2 separate regions of the Mus musculus genome follow, and region 2 is linked to region 1. Evidence: chromatin contacts called from public Hi-C data. All regions are on one chromosome and are shown on one strand. Each heading gives the region's core, a stretch centred on a gene start, on an enhancer-like site or on the middle of the called end of the contact. The rest is flanking DNA. Distances are from core to core; before and after follow the strand shown.

Evidence for each region. A called contact is a pair of places that touch in the nucleus more often than the background predicts.
Region 2: a Hi-C map of cortical neurons shows a contact between it and region 1, with 2.2 times the contacts expected there. The contact joins the promoter of Invs here to the enhancer-like site in region 1. A contact is called at or near these places in 2 of 39 promoter capture datasets (hippocampal neurons and neural stem cells), 1 of 484 Hi-C or Micro-C datasets (cortical neurons) and 10 of 115 datasets of contacts at active chromatin or transcription factors (bone marrow-derived macrophages, cardiomyocytes, embryonic basal ganglia and 6 more).

What each region holds. Positions count from the first base shown.
Region 1 is chr4:47,516,322-47,521,872 of GRCm38.p6, forward strand. No RefSeq gene overlaps it. Among named protein-coding and RNA genes, the nearest start is that of Gm42283, 24 kb to the left of the region's middle. Within about 2 kb of position 2,325, at least 17 of the 459 cell types and tissues checked have an H3K27ac peak or open chromatin away from gene starts, as enhancers often do. A contact at or near this core is called in cortical neurons and hippocampal neurons, where this site is marked.
Region 2 is chr4:48,275,812-48,282,007 of GRCm38.p6, forward strand. It overlaps Invs (inversin), which reads left to right and starts at 3,949. Exons shown (of 17, transcript NM_010569.4): 1 at 3,949-4,164. Erp44 (endoplasmic reticulum protein 44) reads right to left here and starts at 3,778. Exons shown (of 12, transcript NM_029572.3): 1 at 3,573-3,778. The coding sequence starts at 3,629.

The sequences.
Region 1 (5,551 bases), core at 1,075-3,574:
ATACGTAGCTAGCAATAAACACCTGCATTACGATTTACATGCCAGACAGCTGTCGGAAAGAATATGCTTGAGTCCACCTCAGTCCTCAGGGCATGCATCTATCTGTGCTGGGGGTTTGTAAATGGTTCATAATCAACCACTGAAGAACCGAGACATGGAGGCAATGGCTCAGATGAGTCAGGGCTAGATGTTGTAGATCTGATTTAGTTTAACCTAACAGTGTGTGCTAGGGGTTATTGAGCATTTCTCAAGAAGCCAGGGGAGGGCACAGTGAAAAGTCAAATTCTAAATGTGTAGAAAAGAGGGTGGAGAATGGCAGGGGCCGTCTATCTAAGTCTATGCAGATGACCCAGGGCAGCTATGAATGTAGCTGATTCAAAATCACAAATTTAAAGAATTATGCGACTTGACCCCCTGGTTTTTAAAAGATGTGACTCAATTGCATGGTTTTCATGCATGAACCATGAAGATAAAACGTGAAATAAAGAAGTTGGGTATGTCTGATAGAGCTTCAGGTTCACTACTAGTGAGGACGTCAGAGCTAAGTCATCCACAGATTTGTGTCATTTTCTCATTCTTTATCAATAGCATCTTGACATTGTTTGGGATTCCTCTGTGCCCAGGGAAACAACTTCATTCCTGGTCTCCCTTGCATCTGAGGGCAGTCACGAGCATGGCATGGCCTGTGCAAGTGGAGACTTTGTTGGGATTTCAGGAAAGCTTTTCTTCCCTGAGGGAGGAGCTATCTCTTTCCCCAACCCCTTCCCCCCTCCTCACTTTCCTCCTCCTCCTCCTCCTCCTCCTCCTCCTCCTCCTCCTCCTCCTCCTCTTCTTCTTCTTCTTCTTCTCCTCCTCCTCCTCCTCCTCCTCCTCTTCCTTCTCCGCCTCCTCCTCCTCTTCCTCCTCCTCCTCCTCCTCCTCCTCCTCCTCCTCCTCCTCCTCCTCCTCCTCCTCCTCCTCCTTCTTCTCCCAAATGTGAGGCTGGTCGTGAGCAGCCATCTTGCAGCTCTAAGATGGCCAGTCAAACTGTGAAGACAGATGGCAGGATGGCTCAGTGGTAAAGGCACTTGCTCACTGCCAAGCTTGACAACCTGAGTTTGAGCCCCAGAACCCACAAGGCAGAAGGAGAGAAGTGGCTCCCTCCAGTTGTCTTCTGATCTTGTGCAGCATGACACTTGTATACCCTCCTACTCCACTCCATATAAAAACAACGTGAAAAGAAATTTAAAACTCGTTAAGTAAAAATAACATTCAACTGTCTAATTAGGCACACCAGTGCCTACATCTCTCTCACACACAAACGTGCAGTTCCTACTGACACATTCATGAGTACGCTGGATACGAGGGTACCAGCTCAGAAAGAAGAGGTAGTAGGAGGCTAGAAAGGTTGAGCCCAGCAGTGGCAACTGGCACTTCTCAAAGATTGCTTCCATAAATGCTGGCCTGGTAAAAACAGTCTGGTGTCCTGTGTCTCCAGAGCTCGCCCAGAGAAGACATTGAGATGCTCTGCTGAAAAGCTTCTCTCCATCTCCCATCTGGTTGCACAGCAAGAGGGAGTCCAGCGGTTATCCTGCCCCCTTTCCAGGACCTCCACTTATGAGGCAAGGATGCCACAGTGTGGGTGGGAAGTTACTGTGAGAGTCAAGGGCCTGCAGAGGTTATATACCTTTCTTTTCACACTAGGAAGTCTGAAATTAGATGTAGAAAGACAGGAGTCACATAACAAAAGCTGAAGGAAAAGAGGGGGGCTGCTGAACTGGTCTCTGACAACTGTGCTGAAGGAGATGGGTTGATTTGGGCAGGCAGAGGGCACAGCATTGCAAATGCAGGAAGCAGAAATGGGCTGAGAATTGCTGCACAAAAGCAAGGGGGACCTGAAGAGCAAGCCAGAACCTAAGGACTGTCACACTGTAAAGAATGGGATGGCAAACTCAGGGCAAAGGGAAATGGCAGGGTGTGAGGTGTTTATGCCCATGCTGCGTTGCCCTGAAGGTGATGTAGGGAACACGGAGGTGGCGGGAATGTTTCCCTACTGTTGAGGATGAATTCTTTAAAGCAGCTCCTTCCCAGGTTTGGAAGCTAGAAGTTGCTCTACAGCACAGATCTGGAAGAATCCGAGGCCAGCCTCCCCTTTCTTTCTTCCCATCCACTCACTAATGCTTCTGCGCATGCGCTTGCACACACACACACACACACACACACACACACACACACACACACACACACACACACACACACAGAGCATCTTTCTACCCCGCGTGGCAGGGCCATAGAGAACATCGTTCCCGGGTAATGAGACAATTAGCTCCTTGAATTCTTCCTGCAGGAACAAATCCGGGCCCCCATGGCATCTGTCCCCTCCTGTTCCTCCAGCTGGCCTCCTTGCCATGTGCACCCCCTCCCGGAACCAGGCCTGGCCTCCTGCCCCTGCCCACTTGTGCTTGTGCCTTACTGGAGCTTAGGGTGCAGGGCTGGAGCTCTGGTGTGTGTGTGTGTGTGTGTGTGTGTGTTGGGGTGGGGAGTTAGGGTGGTGGTGGTGGAATGGGGCTCATGGTGAGGGACTGGAGCATGTGGTGCAGAGCTGGAGCTCCTGTGGTGGGGTGGGGTCAGGAACAGGTGCTGGGGTGTGGAGCTGGGGCTGGAGCTCACAGCATCCAGAGCAGCAAGGAGTTGCAGGCAGGCTGCCGGTGGCGTGATGGAGGCCTGTGCCCCTGAGCCACGAACCCAGCTGCACAGTTCTCCTGTGGGGCTGGCAGTCACTTCTTCAAAGCTGCTCTGCAGCGAGGTGGCATATGGCCCCCTGACAGAGCAGCTGCTGGGGAAGAAGCCGCCGAAAGGAAGCCTTGGGGGATAAATACAAGAAGCGCATGTCACCACGCAGCGCCCGAAGCGGCCCCGGAGCTTCTCCGGAGGAACGTGGTTTTAGATGATGTGCGAGGGCCTCTGCCTTTAGAATGTTTCTCACCATCATCGCGGAACTAGAATATCACTGGACACTTACTAGGAACCAGACAGCTCTGTATTCTGCTTTAGAGGAACCATATCATGGATTCCTTTGAACATCCCTCCGGAGAACTCTGGGTGTTCCCATGTTGTAGAAGAGCACACCAAAGGTCGAGAGAGAACTTCAGGATTTTATGCTGTCCCGTGGCTTATGAGCGACCTGTGGCTGACTCTAAAGCCTTCAGTTGACTTCTCTTTTGCGGCTTGAGGCCATAGCCATCTTGGTCAGAGCATCTTGTAGACTTGGTAGTTAGGATGCCAGGCCTGGTGTCATTTGCAAAAACAACTAGAACACACACTCTCCTATCTGAGGTTCGGAGAGTAAGGGCAGGCATGGTCACCTGGCATTTCTAGCTTCTAAAACAGGGGTGGCATTCTGTGGAGTAATTTAATAGAAATATATGGAGAATGAACCATGCCTGGGGGAGCTACTTTCCCATTTTGCAGGTAGGTAAACAGGGGATTGGGGCTTTGCCTAAGGCCTCATTATAAGCCTGCCAGAGAGGAGACTTGGGCTCCGAGCTTCACACTACACATCTTATCCTCTTTGCTTTGCCTGGAGTGGATCATATTAAGGAAGGAGCCTTCTTAGCTGGAGGAGGAGGGAAAAGAAAGAACAGGAAGTCATGACTGTAGCTTATTCTTGACAGTGGCTGGTATCTCTACACATCTCCAGGCTATAGAGCTTGCAGACTGATTCAAAGAACATCTAGATTGAGCTAAAAGATACTGTGATTTTTTTTCACTTGTCCTCAACTCTGTTTGTAACCCAATTCCCAGAGGCCCCAGGAACTTGTGGGTCGGTCCCTCTCTCTCCATTCAATGCCACTTCTCCTGGTGAATCTGCCACCCCAGTTGGGGATCTGGACCTTCCAGACGAGGAGGCAGAAACCAAGAGCCCATTCATCACACAGAAAACGGATACCTACCTGTCAGATTCAATTCCACTCCAATGCTGCAAACTTATGGCCAAACAGAGGGCCTCATTTTCCCAGGCACTAGGATGGAAGAGTTGCCAAGTAAAGGGCAAAGCACAAGTGGCAACCCCTTTAGTAGCTCCCCACAAGGCTGTGACAAATCTCTGCCTGCCAGGGTCTTGCTTCACAACACAAGGCTGGAAGATTTGTCAGATGTCTTCTGAGCGTGGACTCACTGTGCTGTTTGGTCAGGGAAGCAATACATCCAAGTTCTGGCCTCCCTTTTCTTAAGTGGAGGCTATGATCCTATACATGAACCTTGGCTGAGCTTCAGAACAGTGAAGGGGGATACGAGCCCCTCCCCCCCCTCCCCCCGGCAACATGCAAAGAAAACCAGAAACCGCTGATAATTTGTGGGTTGGATTCAAGAGTTTCTGAGCACGACAGCGTCCTTGGTCATGAGGACAAGAACAGAAGCATGTCACATCTGGCTTGCAAACAATCTTTGAGGTCTGTTGAGACCAGGTACATTGCTTGAGGTCCTGTTTATGAGGTACAAGGATACTCTGAATGGAGTTACTGTATGTAGAGTCGGCTGGATTTCTGAGCATGGTGTGTGTGTGTGTGTGTGTGTGTGTGTGTGTGTGTGTGTGTGCCTGTGTCTGTCTGTCTGTGTTTGTAGTGTGTGTATGTATGTGTGCCTGTGTCTGTCTGTCTGTGTTTGTAGTGTCTGTCTGTCTGTCTGTGTTTGTAGTGTATGTGTGTCTGTCTGTCTGTCTGTGCTTGTAGTGTGTGTGTGTGTGTGTATGCACATGTGCATGGTCACATCTGTGTGTGCGCATGCCTGTGGAGGCCAGAGGACAGCGTCTGCCAAGCAGTTTAGCAGTTTAGTTTGCCCAGTGAGCTCCAGGGACCTGTCTTCACCTCTCAGCACTGGGATTACAAGCACATACGCTGTGCCTCTTCGTTTTTTAAATTTAAATGTTTACTTATAAAAACCGAGAGTTCTGAGGATCAAACTGATGTCCTTGTGTTTCTAGGTGAAGCGCTTTATCAACTTCTCAGGCCTCTTTCCCCCCAGGTTTTGAGTCAGTGGCCCAGGATGACCTAGAACTTGAGCCCCTCCAGTCTCAGTTTTCAGAGTGCTGGGATCACAGGGCTGTGCCACCACACCCAGCTCCCGCCCCTCATTTGCCCCTTCGATGTCTTCCCACTTTGCCTTCAGCTTCGTCTCATAGTCTTTCATTCCAGATGGAGGCTTGTGCTGTTCTTGGTGCCTAGGACACACATGGCTCTTTGACATCCATCAAACTTCTATCCGTACTTAAAAGTACGGCTAAGTTCACACCCTTTGTTTGGAAAGTTGTTCGAATTCCTCACAAAGAATTGATCACGTTCAGCTTTAGTTTCCAGGCCTTAGAATCCACATCAGACCCAGGAATCTATGCGGGGACAAGCTGGCACCCTTGTCCCTTCATGGTCAGCACTGAACCAGGTTCAGGCCAGGTTCCTTCAGTTGCCCTAACCCTGAGGTCCCGAACTGAACGGGATCATATATTATTTCTTTACTCTTTGATTGTGTCATTGCTCGCAGTAGACTGCATAAAGCTGAAGTGTAAGCACCATAGCTT
Region 2 (6,196 bases), core at 2,699-5,198, 760 kb after region 1:
AGATGCTCTGTATCTATATCTAAGTTACCAAGGGAAAAATGAGATGGGAAAGGAAGCTACAGACTTTAGCTTAGGCTGGTAGCTGATCAGTGGCACAGTGTGTGCTCAGGATGCTCAAGGCCCTGGGCTCAATTCCAGGCAGCCTAACGTTTTACAGGAGACACAGAAACCAACTCGCATGCATGGAGCTCATGTGGTTCCAATTTGAGTGACCAGTTTTTAAAATAAGACACAATTAGGAATATTTAACATCAAGTAGTATCTGAATACATTTGTAAGTGTCACAATAGTGTTTCGGGGGGAAATTAAACCAGTGCCTGGACTCTATGACATATAACTGGGGTACAGCCCAAGCAACTTTGTGTTGCTGTTTATTTGTCTGTTCTGAGATGAGAACAGAATCCAGGATACCCATGAACTGTGTTTTATTAAAACTGTCTCAACTAATTTTAAAGAGCAGCCCATAGTGTAACCCATAGGTTACATTTAAAAAGTTATATAAAAAGGATAAATAACCCACCTGCTATGAATCTAATTAAGGGCTTCCAATAGTATTTTTTTGAAGATTGAACACTTTTATTGTTGACATTAATGACTAAAACTGACACCTACAAAAATCTTAAAAATTAAACTCAGCAGACTCTACCAGTGTTTACTTAGCTCTCTAATTACTTAGCTTCCTAAACCAGGTACTATTTTCTTGGCTTCCTATACATATAGAAAAATAAAAAAACAAAAGCAACAGTAATGAAGGTATTAGCTTATAGAAGCCCAGGACTACCAGAGCTAGTAACAACCTAGAGTCTTAGAATCAAGAGATTAGTGAGATGACATCGTCAATAAAACAACTGGAATAAAGGGTTAAAATCTCTAAAGTTAACAGAGAATATCTGACACAACTCCATTCAGATTTATCCATCCCTCTCTTACCTCACATTTTCAAAACTTACACACGACCAGCGCAGAGAGCACAAGCTAGGGAAGGTAAGCAGAAAAGAAACCGCTTCAGTTCTCAAGCAACCTGTCTCTGACACAAAGGAGAGAGGGCCAATAGCACTCAATGAAAGAGTCATCACAGAGTCTGTGGTTTGATGCCCATGCAGGAAGGCTTTCAAGGCATACAGTGATGTAGTCTAGAATACTTTTTTTCCCCCTAGAATACTTTTGAGATAAGGGGAAAAAAATTGTCATTTGATTCCTGAAATTTAGTGTTATAACTTCAGCTATTATTTTATGATCCCTACATATTTAAGAAGGTCTTAGTAGGTCTTTAAAACTGAGGTAGAGTGCTTCTTACTATGGTAAGAGGATATATGGATGTTGAGAGCCAACCACTTAAGGGAAAAAATGATGACCTAAGCTAAACGGGAGCTGGAGTTTTCTATGTCTGCCTGTGAAAGGCATCAAGTTGAAGCCTGAAGGGAACTCAGAGGATTATTCATTAGACAGGTGGGATACTGAGTAAGCAGGTTCCGTCACTGTGACTGAATTAGCAGTCAGACAGGCTACACACTGTTGAGATTAAACCAATGCTCTATGAATATTTGCTAAGCTAGTTTAAGACGAGTTTAAAATGATTAGAACTAAGTAAGCAAATACTATGCTCACATGGGCGCTAACTTGACTTGTGCTTCTGGTTTATGAGAACTTCTGAGGCTTTGCTTTCAGACCATTCATCTTCACAGGAGTTCTCTGAAATGGCTTCTGGGCTTCTTCTGGTCCTATCATCTATCTTTGCTTGGAAAGACAAACACACAATGTGTTTTTAACTAGACTTTAGGAAAATGTAGGCTTTATTGGAGAAGAAATCTTCACTTAGGTATTTAACAGGGTTGATAAATTCTCTAGAAAAAGTCTGTGTTACTTAGAAATAAATGTCCTCATTCTGTTTGGTTTTGTTTGTTGGTTTTTGAGACAGGGTTTCTCTGTATAGCCTTGGCTGCCCTGGACCTCACTCTTCTTAAACTTAGCTCTAGTGACATTTTCCTACAGAAATGTTTCAATGTTTCAATTTCTTAAGAATGTTGATCTTTGAACTTCTCAGTCACCTAAAAATAATTTCTAACAGACAACTCTTTTTAAGGCTGAGGAAAAGATTAGTAATTAGTATCCTTAAGAAGTATATGGCCTCTTATTAATGCAACAGTTCTAGAAGGTGCCACAGTACATAATAACACACATACACACACACACACACAGAGAGAGAGAGAGAGAGAGAGAGAGAGAGAGAGGAGGGAGGGAGAGACAGAGAGACAGAGAGTGACAGAGACAGACAGAGAGAGAGAAGAGAGAGAGAGAGATCCTCTATATAGAAGTAATTTACTGCTATATACTTACAAGTGCTAAGAAGACATATGTGGCCTCGTTTATACACAACTGTAGCCTTCAGAACTATTTTCATTTCATTTAGTTTACACTACTTTATTTTGAAAAAAGCAGAGTATTATATATAGCTTTTTAAAAAATGGCTTTCAAGCCATAATGAGAATGAAAAGTATTTTAAGTGCAGACATTAAACTTTTTATGTGATACGGGGGAATACACACTACAAATTAAGAAATCTATTTCTAGACTCAGTTTCGCCTGTAACCAACTACACAGCTTCTTGCAAGTTAATTATTATTCTTAAGCTGTGAAGAAAGTAATTTATATTCAATGATGCTAATCTTAGCTTTCTAAGAATCTACCACAATTCAAGTATTCTCAAATGCTGTCATTACGGTCCAATTAAATTCCTCTCATGTTCACATATGGAGTTAGACCTTCAGTTTTTGTCTCAATTTGACCTTAAGAAGAGGCCAAGTAAGTTGCATACTCAAGATAGACTTCAGAAGAAGAACTGGGGGAAGATTCTTTTCTAAGATGGGATGGTGTTGGGCAGGCAGGGAAGTACCAAGCACCTAGGTATGCAGGAGAGCTGGTTATTCTCCAGTTCAGAGCACTGACCAAGATTTATGTATGCTTCTAGGGTGCAGAGGTTGCAACAAGGCTAGCAGGAGGCTCTAGCAGAGCCTGTCAGATAATCACATCCTCCACCTTTTCAAATTCCTATTCTCCCAGTCGACACCAAACCAGACTCCAGTTCCGGGTTTCCAACCAATCACATTAAGCCACAACAGAGGGCTTTGCCAGCCGGTTTCAAGGATCCAGAGAGAGATTCACACGACCCCAACACCTGTCGGCTTCTAACGCCCCTCCATGTGGGAGAAAACATTAGGTGTACCCTAGGTCCCTTAGGATTCTGGTGCCCCAAGCAGGTCCTCAACGTCCACAAAACTGAAACGAACTCCAGGGGCCTCAGCGGTGACCTCCCTCCCACGGATCACTCACTCCCCCCAAGGCGAATTCTCCTATTTGCAGGTTCCAAGCCCTGACTGTGCTTTCGCAGGCCTTGTGGACCGCAGGCTTAAGGAGCCAAAAGAACGGCCAAAGTGAAGGTAGTGCCCGGGGGTGCACGCCTCGCCAGCGGAGGAGAGTCGAGGCAAGCAGGGGGCTGCACCGTTCCCCCTCGCGGAGGGCGGGAGGCGTTCAGGGACACAGTCGGAGGGTTTGTCACCCCGACATACACTCACCAGGAGCAGCAAGGAGCATCTGAGGTCTGCTAAAGACAGGAAGACCGCAGGATTCATGGTAACGACGGGGTCGACGGCGGGGTCAGGAGGTGGCGGCTGGGACTGGACCGGGCTAGAAAAGGGCTGGGCTCCGGGGCCGGCGGCAGCGGCACCTCGTCCTCTCGACCCGGAGCTCCAGCGGCGAACACCCGGGACAACTTCCAGAGAGGCCTCTCACGCCCTCACTTCCGGGTCCTGCCCATCTCGAAGCACGTCGGGAAATGTAGTCCATACTGTAGTTTCATTGACCATGTCATCGGAGAGCTGGGACTCTCTTTCCCAGTAAGCCCTGTGCCCACGACGGCCAAGCCATCTGTGCGCGGGGCTCTTCGGGATTGGAAGGGACCGCGTACCTCTGTGCCTCCGGGACGGGAACTACAATTCCCAGAGGGCTGTGCAGCCTGGAGCCCCAGGCTACTTCTTCAGAGCTCCCGGGCTCTAGTGTCCTGGGGTCTGTTCCTGTGGGCGCAGTGGCCTGGCTTGGCGGTAGGGGCGGCCCCGTGAGGGTTGTGCCTCCTGGGGCGGCCCCGGGACGCCATTCTTGGAGTCAGGGGTGAGTAGGAAGCGGTCCAGCATCGGCGGCTCGGGTAGGATGGAGAGCACCGCCCCGGGCTGCTGCTGCGTTTTCTTGGCCCGCCTGATCTGAGGTGTGGCCTGAGCCTCCATCCCTGGCCTCCAAGCTGCTGCCTCTTCTTTCTGTGCTACTTCCTCCGTTATATAAGGAGAATCACCACTGGGGCTTCGGTCAATCACTTACCCAGGGTTGTTTCAGAGGGTCCGTGAAACGAAGAGAACAGGGATGGGAAAGCATGCTGTAAACTGTAAAGCGCAGTGCCCAAGTGGCCGTGACCACTTCTTACAGTACAATTACGAAGTAACCAAGTAATAAAGGATTTTAACTTGGTGTATGGTAGCTTTCCAGAATCTTCTGTGAACATCCAGCTAGATCCACGTGCCTGGAAAGTTAGCCACATCATCACTACTTAGGAGGCATTCTTCATTTGTGATTCTCCCTACTCCAGTTCTTTGCTTCAGCCTTCCTGCTGCCTGAAGTGGCCTTACCCTTTTTCTTTCTGGCTTGCCATCTCAAGTGTCACCACTTCTGACATTTGATTCCCCTGACATCTGTCACAGTCACCAAATCTTTCTTCCTAAGCAGAATTTCTTTTTTCTGTGTGTGAGCTCAGCACCACTACGTTTGCATAGCAGTAATTAGAGTGTTTATTGCACAGGCTTATTTTATAATTATTTAATGATGATGATACATTTTAAAGCACTAACAAAGTGGCTTTGATTTCTTTCTATAAAAAATTATTTATTGGGGTGGGGACAACAAGGAAATGAGCATCTCTGCTAAAGGAGAAGAAGGAGGAGGAGGAAGAGGAGGAGGAGGAGAAAGAAGAAGAAGAAGAAGAAGAAGAAGAAGAAGAAGAAGAAGAAGAAGAAGAAGAAAATGATGAAGAACTAGCAACAGCACCTAGAGGAATGGCTTTCCCAGGGAGACAAAATTAAAGTGTAGTGGAGCCAATACTTAAACCCACTATTTCCTAAGGCAGTGGCCTTATCAATGTAACATTCATCATGTTCTCTGACCAAACCCAAGTTTCATTAAAATAAGAAATTGATAAACAGTAGGATTGGTTATGGTGGTATATGCTTGTCCTCCCAGCACTTGAGAGGTTGAGATGGAAGGATCAGGAGTTTAAGGCCAGTGTGGGCTACATAATAAATTCCCAGGCAACCTAGTCTTTGAATTTCAAGACCCTATCTTTCAAAAAATAAAGGGAGAGAAAAGAAAGAAAAGAAAGGAAGGAAGAAAAGAACAGAACTCATTATTCCCTGAAGCTAAACTTTGGTCTGATTTACCCTTTGGACTTGAGACTCACCCATGACATTTCATAGCTTTCACTTAGCACCAGCTGAATACCTATTACTGTGCTGACTGCTAGAATTGTGGTTAAGCAATATAATTATTAAAGAAATAGAAATAACTATTTTAACATTTTTCAAAGTAGCAAGTAAGGTTTTTTTGTGGTCTAGCAGGCCTAAAACTCTGTTCACGTTGGATCCACAATGATGTTTTAGAATTCAGAACAGTACCTAGAATAGTTGGCACTCTACTTGTTAAATAAACAGTTAACCGTTTTAATTTTTCATATTTACTAAGATCTAAAGACACTCTGTGATCATTAACACAACTGAGCCAGGAACTCAAATGTAGTCTACTTTCACTTCACTCATTGTTTTGTAGTCTCTCAAGTGATTTTGCTACAATCCTACATGACACTCTTCGTTCTACCATGTCAGACATGCTCAGACAAAACAGAAGTGGCTCCCAACACTTCTGGTTTTTTGTTTTTTTTTTTTTTTGCCAGATGTTTACTAACATTGTCAGCAAATTAAATGAAAAGCTAACCTTTACTATAATTTACTATTTTCTAAATTAGAACAATTCAATAATCCTTGTCAGTTTCGAAAGAACTACGTCAGAAACATATGCAAGCATGTTTAAGGCTTTCTACAATGTCAGATTTTAGTAAATGACAATAAAATCACAAAGTATAATGGTTCCAATGGTAGCCTTT